Linked DNA regions of Mus musculus: region 1 is linked to region 2. The links are chromatin contacts, called in public HiChIP or PLAC-seq maps. All regions are on one chromosome and are shown on one strand. The core of a region is the stretch at or near the end of the contact, and the rest is flanking DNA. Distances in the headings are between cores, read along the strand shown. Region 1 has its middle 10 kb from the start of Gm51556. Region 2 has its middle 3.8 kb from the start of Gm32968.

Region 1 (3,445 bases), core at 50-2,549, 160 kb after region 2:
GAACTCGGTAGGTAGCCACGAATGTCCCTGAGCTGCTAATCCTCCTCTAGCTCCCAAGTTCCGGCATTACACGTATGCACCTCTATCTGCAGCCTGTTTCTGTAGTAGAAATGGAGCCCCGGGCTTCACATGCGCGCTAGGCAAGCGCTCTATTAGCAGGGCTAACTTTCCAGCTTTTCTTAACTGCTACATTGTTGTTTAGACAGGGTCTTGCTTGCTATGTCGTCTAGGTTCAGAGTCTGCTCAGTAACTCCATCCGCTGCCTCTGTTTCTGCTTCCGCTTTATAACACCTTTAGTGTACAAGGCAGGGCCGAGGTACAGGGAAGCGGCCACCTCACGCAGCAGGGCCAGGGTGCAGGGAGTGGGGAAACCCACACTGAGACCCACAAGCAAAGGAGAAGTGAGCTACACAGGGAAGGCCAACCCTCTTCTTCTGTCTGCTTCTTAAATGTCAGAATACGCAGATGGCGTGCATGCCTGTGTTTCTGAAGCATGGACTCGCCAAACTCGAAGGCCCTCTGATCATTTGGTCCGAGTGACCTACAGAAAGAGGCAGAAGGCCCAAGCAGGCCAGAGCCACAGTTGTAGGGATGGGGCAGAAGGGTGCTGGAACCCGGGTTCCTTGGCCCAGCTGCTTCTTGCTGTCCAGCTGTGTCTGACACCTGGCGACTTACTCCTAGTGGGGAAGACAGCACGGAGGCAATTCGGGGATCGTTTGCCCAGGTGGATATGGGCTTAGCACTCAAGACCAGCAGCTGAAGACATTGTCTTGTCAGTCCGCGTCACATGATCCAGTACCTGGCCTGGATCGGGCTTCTGGGAGCTCAGAGTACTCAGAAGCCGGCCACCTCCTGAGATGTTATCACCGGAAGCTATCCGTTTTAGCCAAATGGAAAAATCAGTAGTGCTGGAGGACTGAGCCCCCAACTTGGTACCTCCGGGGGCCAGAGGAGGGCAGATGCTCCCCGAGACCAGAGAGTGACTGGAGGTGGGCCAGGCCCCAGGCAACTCCAGTTCCACCCTGGGACTGTGTTCCCCAAGGTGGCTATGTCAGGGGACAGACATTTTGACTGTCACACTGAGGCTATCGTTTGATACCCGAAAGCCATAGGGTACCCAGTGGATGGTGCAGGGGGGCTATCTAGACCCAGGATGTTTCCAGGACACTTGTGTTCGTTCAGGCACCAGGAAGGCCAGTTAAGGATAGACAGGCCCTGTGGCCACTGGCAAGGGTCCTGGTGCGACCATAGAGTCCAAGATGTGAGACAGCCAGAGAGAGGCTGGTTTCAGAGATAAGCCCTGTGGTTGGCCAGTCCCCGTGCTGCTTGATGGGAGTTCAGCCCTTTAGCCTGTCTTTGGGAGCCTTCCTCAAAGCATGGCCTTGTCAAGCCTGCTCAAGGGTAGGTCTGGGCCAGAGGTTAGACCCAGCTCCCCAGGGTGGGAGGATAGGGACAATATACACCCTTCCAAGATTGAATGGTTTTCCCTCCTGTGGCATTGTTTTTTGGTTGGTTGATTGTTTATTGTATAGTACTGGGGGTTGAATGTATGGCCTTGTGCCTGCTAAGCAAATACCACTGAGCTGTGTCCTCAGGCCCTCTTTTTATTTTTCTTCTTTCTTACTTTTTTTGTTTTGTTTTGTTTTGTTTTTGTTTGTTTGTTTGTTTCCAGACAGGGTTTCTCTGTGTAACCCTGGCCGTCCTGGAACTCACTCTGTAGACCAGGCTGGCCTCGAACTCAGAAATCCGCCTGCCTCTGCCTCCCAAGTCCTGGGATTAAAGGCATGGGCCACCACTGCCCGGCTTGACTTTTGTTGTTGATGTTGTTGTTGTAGTTCTTCTTCTTCTTCTTCTTCTTCTTCTTCTTCTTCTTCTTCTTCCACTTCCTCTTCCTCCTCCTCCTTCTCTTCCTCCTCCTCCATCCTCTTCATCGTCGTCGTCTTCTTCATCTTCTTCTCCTCCTCCTCCTCTTCCTCTTCTTCTTCCTTCCTCTTTTTGTTTTGAAGACAGAGTTTCTCTGGCCTTGGCTGTTCCAAAATTCAGTCTGTAGACTAGATTGGCCTCAGAGACCCACCTGCTGCCTCCTGAGTGCTGGGATTAAAGGTGTGTGCCATTATCCAACTATTTTTTTGTTTGTTTGTTTGGTTGGTTGGTTTTGTTTGTTGTCTCTTTTGTTGTTGTTGCTTTAAAGACAGGCTTTAAAAGGGAGCTGGGGTGTGGCTCAATTGGTAGAGTGCTTGCTTAGCGTGCCATCCATAGTATTTCATAAACCAGGTAAGGTGGCACCCGTCTGTCATCCTAGCCTTTGAGAGCTCAGGGCACAAGGACCACAAGTCCCAGGTCGTAGGGAACTGGAGGCCAACCTGAGAGGCCCTATCTTGAAAAAACCAAAATAGAGTCAGGCAACTTTCCAAGTTCAAGACCAGCTAGGACTACATACTAAAACCCTGTCTAAATACAACAATAACAAGATTGTATCTAATGTGGCTGCAGCCATAGAGTCCTGGGCAGGAGGAGCTGGGGTTCAAGGCTAGCCCAAGATGTAAGGTAAGCCCTGCCTCAAGAAGTTTTTTTTTTGGGAAAAAAACTGATTCCAAGAGTAAGGAGAAAGTCAAGGCCTGAACAGAGTCCGACCTGCAGAGTCCAGGGATCTGACCCAACACTGCATAGGTAAATCATACAGTCAGTTACAATCAAGCAGGGCCGGCAAAGTGGCTCAGCGGGCAGAGGGGCTTGCCGCCAGACCTGACGACCTGATTTAGAGCCCCAGGATCTGCACTGTGGGAGGAAGGAACCAACTCTGGCAAGCGGTCCTCTGACCTCCCGCACATACCACGGCAGGCACGTCTACACACAAACAAAGACTTTATAACTCAAGTCTCTGGGAGAGGAAGAGGCTCCCCCTGAACCTGTCACTCTATCCGGGGTCCAATCTGTGGGTTTCCTTTTCTGGGCTGTGTGACTTAGGGCTATTTGACTTCTCTGGCCTCCACCTCTCTTGGGAGGAATGGGAGGAATGAGGAAGGACAGGTTTACTTCCCTGGGATGCTGTGTACAGCATCCGTCTTCTTAGAGCTGAAGTATGTGACCCAGAGCCAGGAGAGGAGCAAAGGAGACGGCCGGGCTGTGCCAGACACACTGTTGGGCTCATCACAAAGGTCTCATGTCGGGGAACGCTTGTTACCGGACCGTAAGCATGTGTCCGTGTGATGGACAGCTGGGAAGGCGCGGGGCAAGGTCCTCTACTCTGGATACCGTGGACGAGCTGAATGGGGGTGCTATCTTCAGTACTGGATCTGGGGGGGTCACGAACCCCCAGAATGAGCAAGCAAGGCTTCACTTGAGCATCTCTCCCACCAGGCCCTGGGACGGCAAGTGAGACTTTACATGTTGTTCCTTTGCATAAAACTGAGTCCCAAAACGCAGGTGAGGTGGGAGGAAAGGA
Region 2 (3,502 bases), core at 13-2,512:
AGGCCGGCTTCTTGGATCCTATGTTGCTGCTACACCCCCCCCCCCGGAAACCCCCCCTCCTCATGACCTGCGGAGAAGGCTGCCAGCAGCTAGGCCTGCGAGGTCACAGGGGAAGTGAAGCCCCTGGGGGGGGGGTGGGATTTAGGCTTTTCCCAGCTTTCTTGGGCCTGTGGTGATGGTGGTGGTGGTGGTTGTACACTCTGGTTCTGTTTGGTGACAGATCACAAGTACAGCTTCACATGATTTCAAAGTCGGCCTGGGATCAGGACAGGTCAGGAGACTATATTCGTGTGGCCAGCCATGGATCTGGGTGTCTGTGGATTGGTGAGGCTCTAAAGATGTGATGGTGGCCAGGTGGGCAAATTCAAGTAGATAACATAGTTTCATTCATTCATTCATTCATTCATCCACTCATTCACTCATTTAGCCTTTTGGTTGATGCAGGGCACACGCTCCACACCAGCCTTTAGCTAGCTACATTGCAAATGTAGAAAGGAGACTGTGGATTAGCTGGGCGATGGCAGTGTGCTCACCTGGCACGCACAAAGCTCTTGGTCTGATCCCCAGCATCCCAGGAACTGAGCATGGTGGTGCGTGCCTGTGGTCCTAGCACTGGGGAGGTAGAAGCAGGAGGATCTGAGCTCCAAGGTCATCCTCAACTACATAGCAAATTCCAGGCTACTTGGACTACCTGAGAGCCTGTCTCAAAAACAAACAAAATATAAATAAACGGGTGGGATGAACTTAAAAGCACATTAAGCCAGGATTTTGCCAATGTAACTACACTGCAGTCTGCTGAGTCTGTGACACCCCTTTGGCCGCTGTGAGCTCCTGCTGTCAGGGTCTGTCCCCCCTGCAGCCCTCTGCAGACACCACACTGGCTCTCAGGGTCATGTGTGGTAGCGCAGATCGGCGGGCAGACGGCCCTGTGATGGCAGCCTGGGGTGGGAGCCTTCTAGGGCTGGGTGACACACCATTGTGTGTTCATTGTGCCCGGCAGCTGATGTGGCTACAGCTGGCTGAGTAGCAGCCACCCCTCCCTCGCCCACCCCGGGCTCAGGAACAAACATCTCTTCTTACAAAAAAATTAAAAAGGAGAAGTGACGAGGTCACGGCCGAGCTTTCCACATGACCTGCCGGGGAACAGAGCCCGTCTTTGTTAATCCAGCCGCCTGTCAGTCGTCTCCCAAGCTGCATAAGCCACTTAGCACAGCCTCACCCCTGACCCGCCCCTCTGTCCCTGCTGGCTTGGCGCTCCAAAGCTCTGCAGCGTTTGGCCTCCTGCCGGCTGCCTCGCAGCTGCTCCCGAGGCCCATGCCTTGCTGACCCACCATATAAGAGGGGGAACCCGGAGGGCTCTCCTGGAGCAGTGATAGATAGATGGATGGTGGATGGATGGATGGATGTCACGACTGGGGACTTCGCTGTCTCCAACATGGCAATAGCAGCCAACAGCCCCCTCAGAGGTTGTGGGATGAAACTGTCCTCAGGGGTCAAGCAGCTAGTGTGTGTGCCCTGAGAGAAAGCTGTGTCACACTGTGAGAGCCATCACCGCTACTGTCTCCCCAGACCCTCGTTCTGACCTGATCTTTGACTCCTCCTTGTTTGCTTTCTTTTCTCCCAGGGTGCCTGGACTCTGTTCGTCTCTCCTGATTGAGAGGTTCAGGTTGTTCAGTTTGGGGGTTCTCCAGTGTAGGAGCCCAGAGAGACTTTCAGAAAGTACAGTTAGACTCAGTGGGGCTGGTCCTGTCTCTTCTCACTCCTCACGATACTTTCTATTCTGCCTTTGGCTCTGCAGGCTGGCCAGGGGGCCGGGAGGCCAGTGGGTAGAAGTCTCCCCAATTCCACCTACTCCCTGTTTGCTTGGTGACAGCAAGGGACCCTCCTTCCAGACCCTGAGGACATGAAGTGTGGTCAGTGTATCCCAGGAGATCTTGTGGATTCCAGTTCACATTGGCCATCTGATCAGGCATAGCTGAACCCTCCAGTCCCCTCGCTGTCTAGGGCAAGGCATCTCTCACATAAGACTCTAAGCCAGTATGCATGCCCAAGGTGCCAGGACTAAAAAGGAAGCAGGTCTTAGACTGTGGGGTCCACAAGTCTGTGAAGCAGTGGGCTCCCTGAAACCAGATCTCACAGTGGCCCCAGGGTCACCTGAACGTACATACAGTCAGCACCTCATCCCAACCTGCTCTATAGGCCTGAGACAAACCCAGGGGTCTCTTACAGGAGGGATGAGGCAAGGTCTGGCCGTTCTGTGGGTAAAGAGATCCCCAGACTCTGCTGCTGCGGCTAGACACTCATGAGAATGTGGTTCTTATCCCAAGTCTGCTACCCTGATGCCCTACTCCCTGCAAAACCCCATCGTCCCTAGTTTGCCCCTGTGCAGACTGAATTCATGGGCTAAGTCCTTCTATGGCCTACATGGAGGCAAGCTTCAGGGTGTCCCTGGGGCTGTGTGACCCTCCTGGGGCTCACTGACTATGGTGTGTAGCCTCCTACAAAGCCTGAGGCACCTTGCCTAATCCTTAGCCCACTGGTTGGGCAGGACTGCTACTGACCAGAGACCACCCTGGTGGAAATCCCAGCTTGGCCTGCACCACTGGGTGGCAGCCAGGCCTCCTCGGCCTTCTCCCTCCTGGACAACGGGCCCTTTCATGTCGCTTGCCCCAGGAAGCCAGCAGAGTCATTCTGCCCCCACCTCACTTCCTCTTCCTGCACCCTGCCCTTTTCCAAGAGGTCTTCCTGCCCTTCTGGTCACTCAGGGACAGCTGGAGGAGGGACATCAGGCAGAGGACACAGGGAAGCAAGGATTCTGGGGCCAGCTGAGGGCTGCACCATCAGGCCATGTTGGTGGGATGCAACCCCACAGGGCAGTGTCTGAAAGCATCTGGGTAACTCTCAAGACCAAGGCCTGGCTTCTGACTTCCTCCAGTCCAAGTTGAGCTGTCACTATGCAGCTGGAGCCTGCAGGACCCTTAGTCACACATACCTGGGGGACAGAGAGCCTAAGGGACCCAAGCTATAGGAGGAGGATCTAAGATGTAATACTGTGCTGGTCTCAGCACTCTCGCTCTCTCTGCCTCTGCCTCTGCCTCTGCCTCTGTCTCTGCCTCTGCCTCTGTCTGTGTGTTTCTTTCTCTGTCTGTCTCTCTCTGTCTCTGTGTGTTTATAAGAGAGACAGAGACACTTGCAGCTTGCCACACTCCCACACATGCACACACACATGAGGTCCATGTGGTGTCAACATGAGCCCCTTCCTTCTCTAGTCCCCTAGCTAACATTGCCTCTAGGGCTCTTCAGCCACCAGAGAGCTTGCTGGCCATCTGTCCCACCCTCAGCTTCCGGCTGGCACTCGCTCCTGCCTGTATCTCCTCTTACCTCCCAGGCAGCTCCCTTGAGGGCCAGCCCATCTCTATCTTCTGGGGCATCTGCAAGAGACTCAGCTGCCTGGGGACCCGTTCTTCCTGGCTCCAGAGTTCCCTATCTTGATTAAGCCACA

The links. HiChIP or PLAC-seq counts read pairs in DNA pulled down with a chosen protein or histone mark.
Region 1: a contact with region 2 is called in an H3K27ac HiChIP or PLAC-seq map of the HPC-7 cell line, with 6 times the contacts expected there. The contact joins two enhancer-like sites. A contact is called at or near these places in 2 of 39 promoter capture datasets (liver and stem cell-derived epiblast-like cells), 23 of 484 Hi-C or Micro-C datasets (B cells, the Ba/F3 cell line, DN3 thymocytes and 16 more), 29 of 115 datasets of contacts at active chromatin or transcription factors (the HPC-7 cell line, the SCID.adh cell line, SST interneurons and 20 more) and 2 of 9 other capture datasets (embryonic stem cells and pancreatic islet).

Annotation. Positions count from the first base shown.
Region 1 is chr8:120,478,597-120,482,041 of GRCm38.p6, forward strand. It overlaps a transcript of Gse1 not described here. Among named protein-coding and RNA genes, the nearest start is that of Gm51556, 10 kb to the right of the region's middle. Within about 2 kb of position 1,300, at least 24 of the 459 cell types and tissues checked have an H3K27ac peak or open chromatin away from gene starts, as enhancers often do. A contact at or near this core is called in the Ba/F3 cell line, the G1E-ER4 cell line and the HPC-7 cell line, where this site is marked.
Region 2 is chr8:120,322,104-120,325,605 of GRCm38.p6, forward strand. It overlaps a transcript of Gse1 not described here. Among named protein-coding and RNA genes, the nearest start is that of Gm32968, 3.8 kb to the right of the region's middle. Within about 2 kb of position 1,263, at least 127 of the 459 cell types and tissues checked have an H3K27ac peak or open chromatin away from gene starts, as enhancers often do. A contact at or near this core is called in the Ba/F3 cell line, the G1E-ER4 cell line and the HPC-7 cell line, where this site is marked.